Linked DNA regions of Ovis aries: region 1 is linked to region 2. A link is a contact called in public Hi-C data. All regions are on one chromosome and are shown on one strand. Each heading gives the region's core, a stretch centred on a gene start, on an enhancer-like site or on the middle of the called end of the contact. The rest is flanking DNA. Distances are from core to core; before and after follow the strand shown. Region 1 overlaps SPTBN1 (spectrin beta, non-erythrocytic 1). Region 2 overlaps EML6 (EMAP like 6).

Region 1 (3,453 bases), core at 885-3,384, 170 kb before region 2:
ATGAAGTGTGTTTGTGCATGTATGTAGTGCCAGTGGAAATTCCATTTATTCTCTCTCTGTTGCTTTGCTGTTTGATATCTGAGTAGTTGGGACAAAAAAATAAATTACTTTCATGGACAAAAACTAAATTAAAAAGGGAAATATAGATTTTAATATGTGTGTAGAGAAGCGCTTTATTAAATGCATGTTCATTTTCATTAATAGCCTAGTCTAAAAGTGTGACTGCCTTGAAAGCAGAGAGCCCAGCAGATCTGTGTAGCTCAGGAGAGTGTGTGTTCTGGGCTTTATATGACTGATGGAGATGGTACCAGTGTGGCAGCTTGAATTGCCGTTGCTTCTGTGGCCTCACCTTCCCATCCTCCATCCAGTCTCCCACTCACCCAGCCAGTCCATACTTAATGCTTCTAGGTACCTTGCTGAGAGTTGAGAAATATAAGGACATTGTGATGGAGACTTGAACTTAAGAGCCTGTGTCCTGCTGATGGTTAGTAAATAGATGTTTTGAAATTATGAAGCGGTCTTACAGTGATAGGGTGGAGGTATATGAGAAGTCTAGGAGGGAAGACATAGGTGGGTTGCCTAACTCAAACTGGGTGGTGGTGTTGGAGGAAGCACCAGGTGTGGCTTCCGGGATGAGCTAACACCTCAGGTAGCATTTGTGGGAAGAGCAAAGAGTTGTTCTAGGCGGTAGTTTGGAGGTGAGACCAGAGTGTGACTTTTCCTTCAGGAATTGTAACACTTGAGGAGAAGAATACTGAAACCAGGCTGGAGAGCTGGGCTGGCCCCTCACAGACATTCTCATTTCTCTTCAAAGGGTTCTGGGCATTATTCAGAAGGCAGATGGATTTATTATTCTGAGGGTTGGGGGCATTTGGTGGATTTTAGTCGTGGGAATCAAGTGGTTATGATCACATATTAGAAAGGTCCCTCTGGCGGCAGTGTAAGGGGAGTGGATTGGGGGTTGAGATCAGAGGTGAGGCGCTGGAATGAGAAACTATTGCTTGAGCCAATTTAAGATTTTTCAGGAGGTGCAGGGAACCTGGGGGCCTGAATATGGGAGGAGAGAAAAGTGAAGAATGACTACAAGGTTTCTAGCTGAGGTCGGTGAAGAAAATGAGGTGTCGTTCAGTGAGGGAGTGAGAGAGCAGTACATGTGGTTTGGAGGAAAGAATGAGTTTAATTGCAGACACTGACTTGGTGATCCTTAGGAGACTCTGCCCTTAGCCGTCCGGGGAGTGATGGTTGGCACAGAGCAGTGGATAACATCATCCCGCAAAACAGTAGAGGGCATTGGAAGGAAACCTGGCGATAAACCATAAAGAACAAAACCCCGTGCGTTGATCTAATACCCATGTGACAGGGAAAATAGATTTGGTACCTTGGAAAATAAACAGATCATGTTTTCCCTCTAGACTTTGCCAGGTGTTGACTTTCAAAGAGGAGGAGAGCTAATAACTCAACTCCCGAAGCTGGGAGTGGTGAAGCTCCAGTTTCTTTTCTGTTGTTTGTGACCTTGTGGCCACACAGGCCAGAGCTGGCGGCACCTCTTGGCCTCGTAGGGCTACAGTAATAGTTTCCTCATCTGTTTCTGTCTTTGCCAGCTTGAAGGAATAAAGTTGTCTTCTTCATGAAGTAGAAAATGATAAAGCTTTGTGGAACGTCTGTATTTTGAGAAATTCCAGTTCATAGGAATTAGAGTAGGACAGAGGATTAGAGCAGACTAATTTGTGGAGGGGGCTTGGCTTTTTAACTTATTTCTTACTTAAACACACACACACACACACTCTCTCACATGGTAAGAGAAGAGCAGAGAAGCCCTTCTAATTATCTTCCCAATATGTAGCCACAGAAGACATGGGTTTTATTGATATCACATCTAGGGTATCAGTGATTTTTATTCACTCAAGGACTATTTAATGGATTCCTGCTGTGGTGATCAAGTTGGAATTCAGGCCCTCACCGAGCCAGGGAGGCAGTGAGAACCCCTCTCAGCAGTGGGGGTGGTTTTATCTCACGCCAGCCTTAAACAGTCCTCTCCAGCTTTTGTGATGGCAGACTGACCACCAGGCAGGCTTCCAAGATGGGCAGTCCTAATCTTCCCACAGCCATTGAAGTACAGATTGCTTCACTGGCCCTTGGGACACATGACTGATAGCACCTTGGGAAAATGTAGCCCTTTATAGATGACCTCCTGGGGACACCTGGATGTGTGCTGTAAGTCGGCCCCGCAGCTGACATTGTTGTCCCTTGTTGAAGTGGGTTATAGGATAGTGATGTGTGTTGCTTGCTGGGCTTTCAGAATCCCTGTGTCATGGACACGCGCTAGTCCACGCTCCTGCCTTGTCTCTGATGTTCCCTCACCATCAGGTTCCTGCACCGTTGCTCTTGAGTACCTAGAGGTGCCTTTTCACTACAGCCCTGATGGGGAGGTAGGATTTTCAGCTTTGGCATACCCCTGAAGTTTTTTAAAAAATTTTTGTCATCATGAACACTCTATAGTGTGGCACAGGTATTGTCTTTGGACAGAGAACTTTGAGGAAAAAAATGCCCCTGGTATCCAAGTTCTTAGGAGCTCAAGTGAAACAATCAAAAATAATATAATCGTATTTCTTTTGTTTATAGACTCATAGGAACTCTTGTTTCCCAGTCCCCTCTTGAAGTTTGGAGGAGCAATGGCATTATTAAAGAACACCATTAAAGAAGAAAACTTAGAGGGACTTCCCTGGCAGTCCAGGGGTTAAGACTTAGCCTTTTAATGCAGGGAGTGCAGTTTGATCCCTGGTTGAGGAGCTAAGATCCCACATGCCTTGTGGCCAAAAAACTAAACCGAAGTAGAATTGTCATAAATTCTATAAAGACTTTTAAAATTGTCCACATCAAAAAAAACTGGAAAAAAAGAAAACATAGAAAACCTATGCTTATATTCTTAAAATTACTTATTTAAAACTTGCGTCAAGGACCCAATACTTGCTTGTTGAGGAATTTGTGGATAAGTCAGTGGTTGGAAGATTTATGGGTTGTAGTTGGTCTTACTCTACAGTCAGAGGTTGGCTGGGGTCGGGGGTGGGGGTGGCGGTTGGTGGAGCCCAGGTGGTCACTGCCCTGGAGTGATGTGGCTTGTTCTCATCGGTCAGCAGGTGGCACCAAATAGCCAAAACAAATCTGGAAAGAGGTGCGTGGTAGTCAGATTTCACCTTGGGTTGGCTTAAACATTTTGGAATTAATAGTACTTTCACATTTTTCCCCTTAGAGATGGTATTCTCCAAGGCAAAATTTTGTAGAAATCTGTGGTTTTAATGGAGTCCTAAAAACTAACATCTCCAAGGTCAAATGGTACATAACAATATTGATTTTCTTATTGAAGGGATTATGACTGTGGATGTTGAAAGCAACTGTAAGATTCTTCTATAGATATACTTACTGGCTTAGGTGTCTGAATCTTACTGTTTTTAT
Region 2 (3,257 bases), core at 467-2,966:
CAAAAATCCAAGTGTTTAGCTGTAGGAAAATGTTTAAATAAACCTTGCTATATTAAGATAAGAGATACTAGACTGTATATATTTGAGATTACAAAGCTTATGCATAGAAAAATAATAATTGTGGTTGGATTGAATGATGGAACTATCAGTGGATTTTTTTCTTTATTCAATAGGTTTTAAATACTACTTTTTAAATTACATGATTTGTCTGTGTAGACAAAATAAATACAAATAAGCAAAAGAAAAAACATTATGACTTTCTATAGGCAATCAATTAACAGTAATTCCAGAGGCAATCACTGTTAATATTTTAGTTATCGTCTGCCCAAACTTCAATAACTTTTGAACAGATAGCACATTCTCACAGTTTAAAAACCAGGATGTATAAAAAGGTATATGTGAGAAGTCTCCTTCTAGTGTTGAATCCCCCCAGTGTCAGTTTCCTACTCCTCAGATTTTTAGATATTTTACACCTACATGCGAATACAAATAATAGATTTCTCACCCTTTTTGTCCAAAGGGAAACACACCATGTACACTCTTCTGAAACTTGCCTGTTTTTCACTTAAAAATGCATCTAGAAGTTCTTTCCATATTGGTATAAGCGAAGCTTGCTCGTCTTTCTATAGTTACATAGCGCTCCACTGTGTGGATGTACTGGAGTTTATTTACATAGTTCACTGTTAATAATGTACATGCTTTTTGTCTAAGCAAAATTTCTCTTTATAGGTTTCTATAGTTTCATGATTACATTTAATAAATGTACATTTTAATGAAAAAGGAAACTATTTTTAAAACTATTGATTAGGCTATTAAAATTTCATTAGAATTTGCAGATATTAATTACAATTCAGAGATAATAACTTCCCAATTTCAAGGGTTCAACACAGAGTCGTAAATAGGTAAAAAGATAGAACCAATCCCTCCAGAAATCTGCCACCACGAAGGCAGTTCAAGATTCAGTGACACAGTATTATGACAATATTCTGTGAAACAATCTGTCAGCGTTTTCAGAAATAAGCTGTGCAGTGCCTGGAGGGCCAGCTAGCTTGGCTCCCTGGAAGAGCTGTCAGTGAGAACAGGGATGTCCTGGGTGACATGCTCTTAAATAGCTCAGAGGCCAAAGCACGCTGCAGGGTTTGAGGCATCCTTCTGACATTTCACTTGGTTATGAACTTAGAGTTGAATCTTTATCAAAATGAAATGTGTGTATGTGAATGCCTTCCTAAGAGAAAACCTAGGGTAAGCATTATGTGTAGTTAAGAAGATAACTTTCAGCACGTGTTTAGCTCTCTATTGCTGTGTTAACAAGGCATCCCAAAATGTAAACACTAAACAACAGTTATTACTTCTTGCAGATCTGAGGGTTGACTCAGCTGCATTGAAAGGAAGTGTTGCTCCATGTTGTGTGGCTGAGGACACTCACACTGCTGCTCTCTGTTGGCAGCCTGGTTGGGACTGGAACGTCCTAATGGCTCCCAGTGCCCCCCCCCCCCCCCCGCTTGGTCTTTCACCCTTCAGGGACTAGCTCCAAGATGAAGCCTTCCAAGAGGACAAGCCCCTGTGTGCAAGTGCTCATTGAGCCTCTGTTAGCACCACATTTGCTAATGTTCCTTTGGCCAAAGCAAAAAACATGGTCAAGGCCAGAGTCAAGGACTTGAATACACAAAGGCATGAATACAACAGAGTGACTTTCACTGGAGACACCAGAGTAACATATTGCCACACCATGTTTCTCTCTGGTGTTTGGTTTGAAAGGATGGACTTACTTCCCTCTGGTAAGGTAGGAAGCAAGTAAAACACTGGACTAGGACCAGAGATCACCGAGATGAAGTTGCTCTGACTTTAAAAAACATCGCCCAGGACTTCCCTGGTGGCTCAATGGTAAAGAATCTGCCTGCCAACACAGGAGCCATGGGTTCAGTCCCCAATCCAGGAAGATCCCACATACTGAGAAGCAACTAAGCCCGCATGCACCGCAGCTACTGAGCCTGTGCTCTAGAGCCCGGTGGCGCCACTGCTGAGCCCACATTCTGCAGCTGCTGAAGCCCCTGTGCCCTGGAGCTCGTGCTCTGCAACAAGAGAAGCCACGGCAATGAGAAGCCTGAGCACTGCGGCCAGAGTGTAGCCCCACCGCTCCACAACCAGAGAAGAGCCTGCGCAGCTGGCACAGTCCAAAATAAATGAGTAACGTAAAAATCCCTCAAAAACTTAAGAGTTCAGCTGAGTCACATTGACTATCGAGGTAGAATGTGTAAAAGGCAGCAGAGTGTTGGAAAGCACCAAGCTGTACTATGCAGATGGGTCCTCTTGACTCTCTCTGCCCAGATTCTTTGGGAGATCTCTACGGCCTCATATTTCTCTGCCACGCCTGCCGTTAGAGTGAAGCGTGAGTGTGGATGGCCAGTCATCACTGCCACCAGAAGGCTTAAGCCTCACTGATGGTGACTAGACCAAAATGAGGAATGATTCCATTTGAAGTAAAGCGTTCAAATTCAACAGACGACCCTGTGTAGAGGATAAATGAACAATTAGCTAAGGGATGCTAGCAAAAGAATTGGGGCTTTATACATAAATTGAATCTGCTTAAAAGAAGAATAAAACAGACCAACCAAATCAACAGACTGACTGAATCTGGATCAGCTGGGAGCAGGCATATTGGCTGTTAATATGAAAAATTATTTTGACAATTTTTAAAAAATCAGTGACAGAGAGTGAATGTTGAAAGAACTGCTTAAATCCTAATGTAATTAACAATATCAAGAAGGAAAGGCTAAAAGGTAGTAGTAAAATTAAACCAAACATCTCTGGCAAATATGAGTTGATTGGACTTTCTTGTTAAGGTTATATAATTTGGAAAATGGTGCTTATTTTTATTCTCTTTTTTCCTAATAACTGGAGTAAATGCTGACATAGAAACATGGATTGGAGTATGTAGAAGTCTATTTAAAAGAAGAAATAATTGGTAGAGTTTGGCTTTCTGCATAAATTTTCTTTATGTAATTTCTAGTTAAAGCAAATATTATAAAGATTTGAAATTACAAACAGACTAGAGTGATTCATCCATTCATCCAATTGCATTAAAATGAAAAACTGAACAACTTGACATTTTATGTAATGAGTCAAAGATATTAAAGTTATATTCTTTAGCACCTAATTTTCTCCTTGTCTGGGATTGGCCAATACCAAGACCCATGCTTCATCCTAAAATATGGTGAAAGAAAGACTTTGATGAGTCTTCCTAGAAAGCACAGACA

Evidence for each region. Hi-C and Micro-C count contacts between places; a contact is called where the count stands out from the background.
Region 1: a contact with region 2 is called in a Hi-C map of liver, with 2.9 times the contacts expected there. The contact joins two enhancer-like sites. A contact is called at or near these places in 5 of 16 Hi-C or Micro-C datasets (blood, liver and mixed tissues).

What each region holds. Positions count from the first base shown.
Region 1 is chr3:69,521,767-69,525,219 of ARS-UI_Ramb_v3.0, reverse strand. All of the region lies in intron 1 of SPTBN1 (spectrin beta, non-erythrocytic 1), which reads left to right. Among named protein-coding and RNA genes, the nearest start is that of SPTBN1, 60 kb to the left of the region's middle. Within about 2 kb of position 2,134, at least 4 of the 54 cell types and tissues checked have an H3K27ac peak or open chromatin away from gene starts, as enhancers often do. A contact at or near this core is called in liver, where this site is marked.
Region 2 is chr3:69,347,595-69,350,851 of ARS-UI_Ramb_v3.0, reverse strand. The region is part of intron 1 of EML6 (EMAP like 6); the gene reads left to right. Among named protein-coding and RNA genes, the nearest start is that of EML6, 15 kb to the left of the region's middle. Within about 2 kb of position 1,716, at least 1 of the 54 cell types and tissues checked has an H3K27ac peak or open chromatin away from gene starts, as enhancers often do. A contact at or near this core is called in liver, where this site is marked.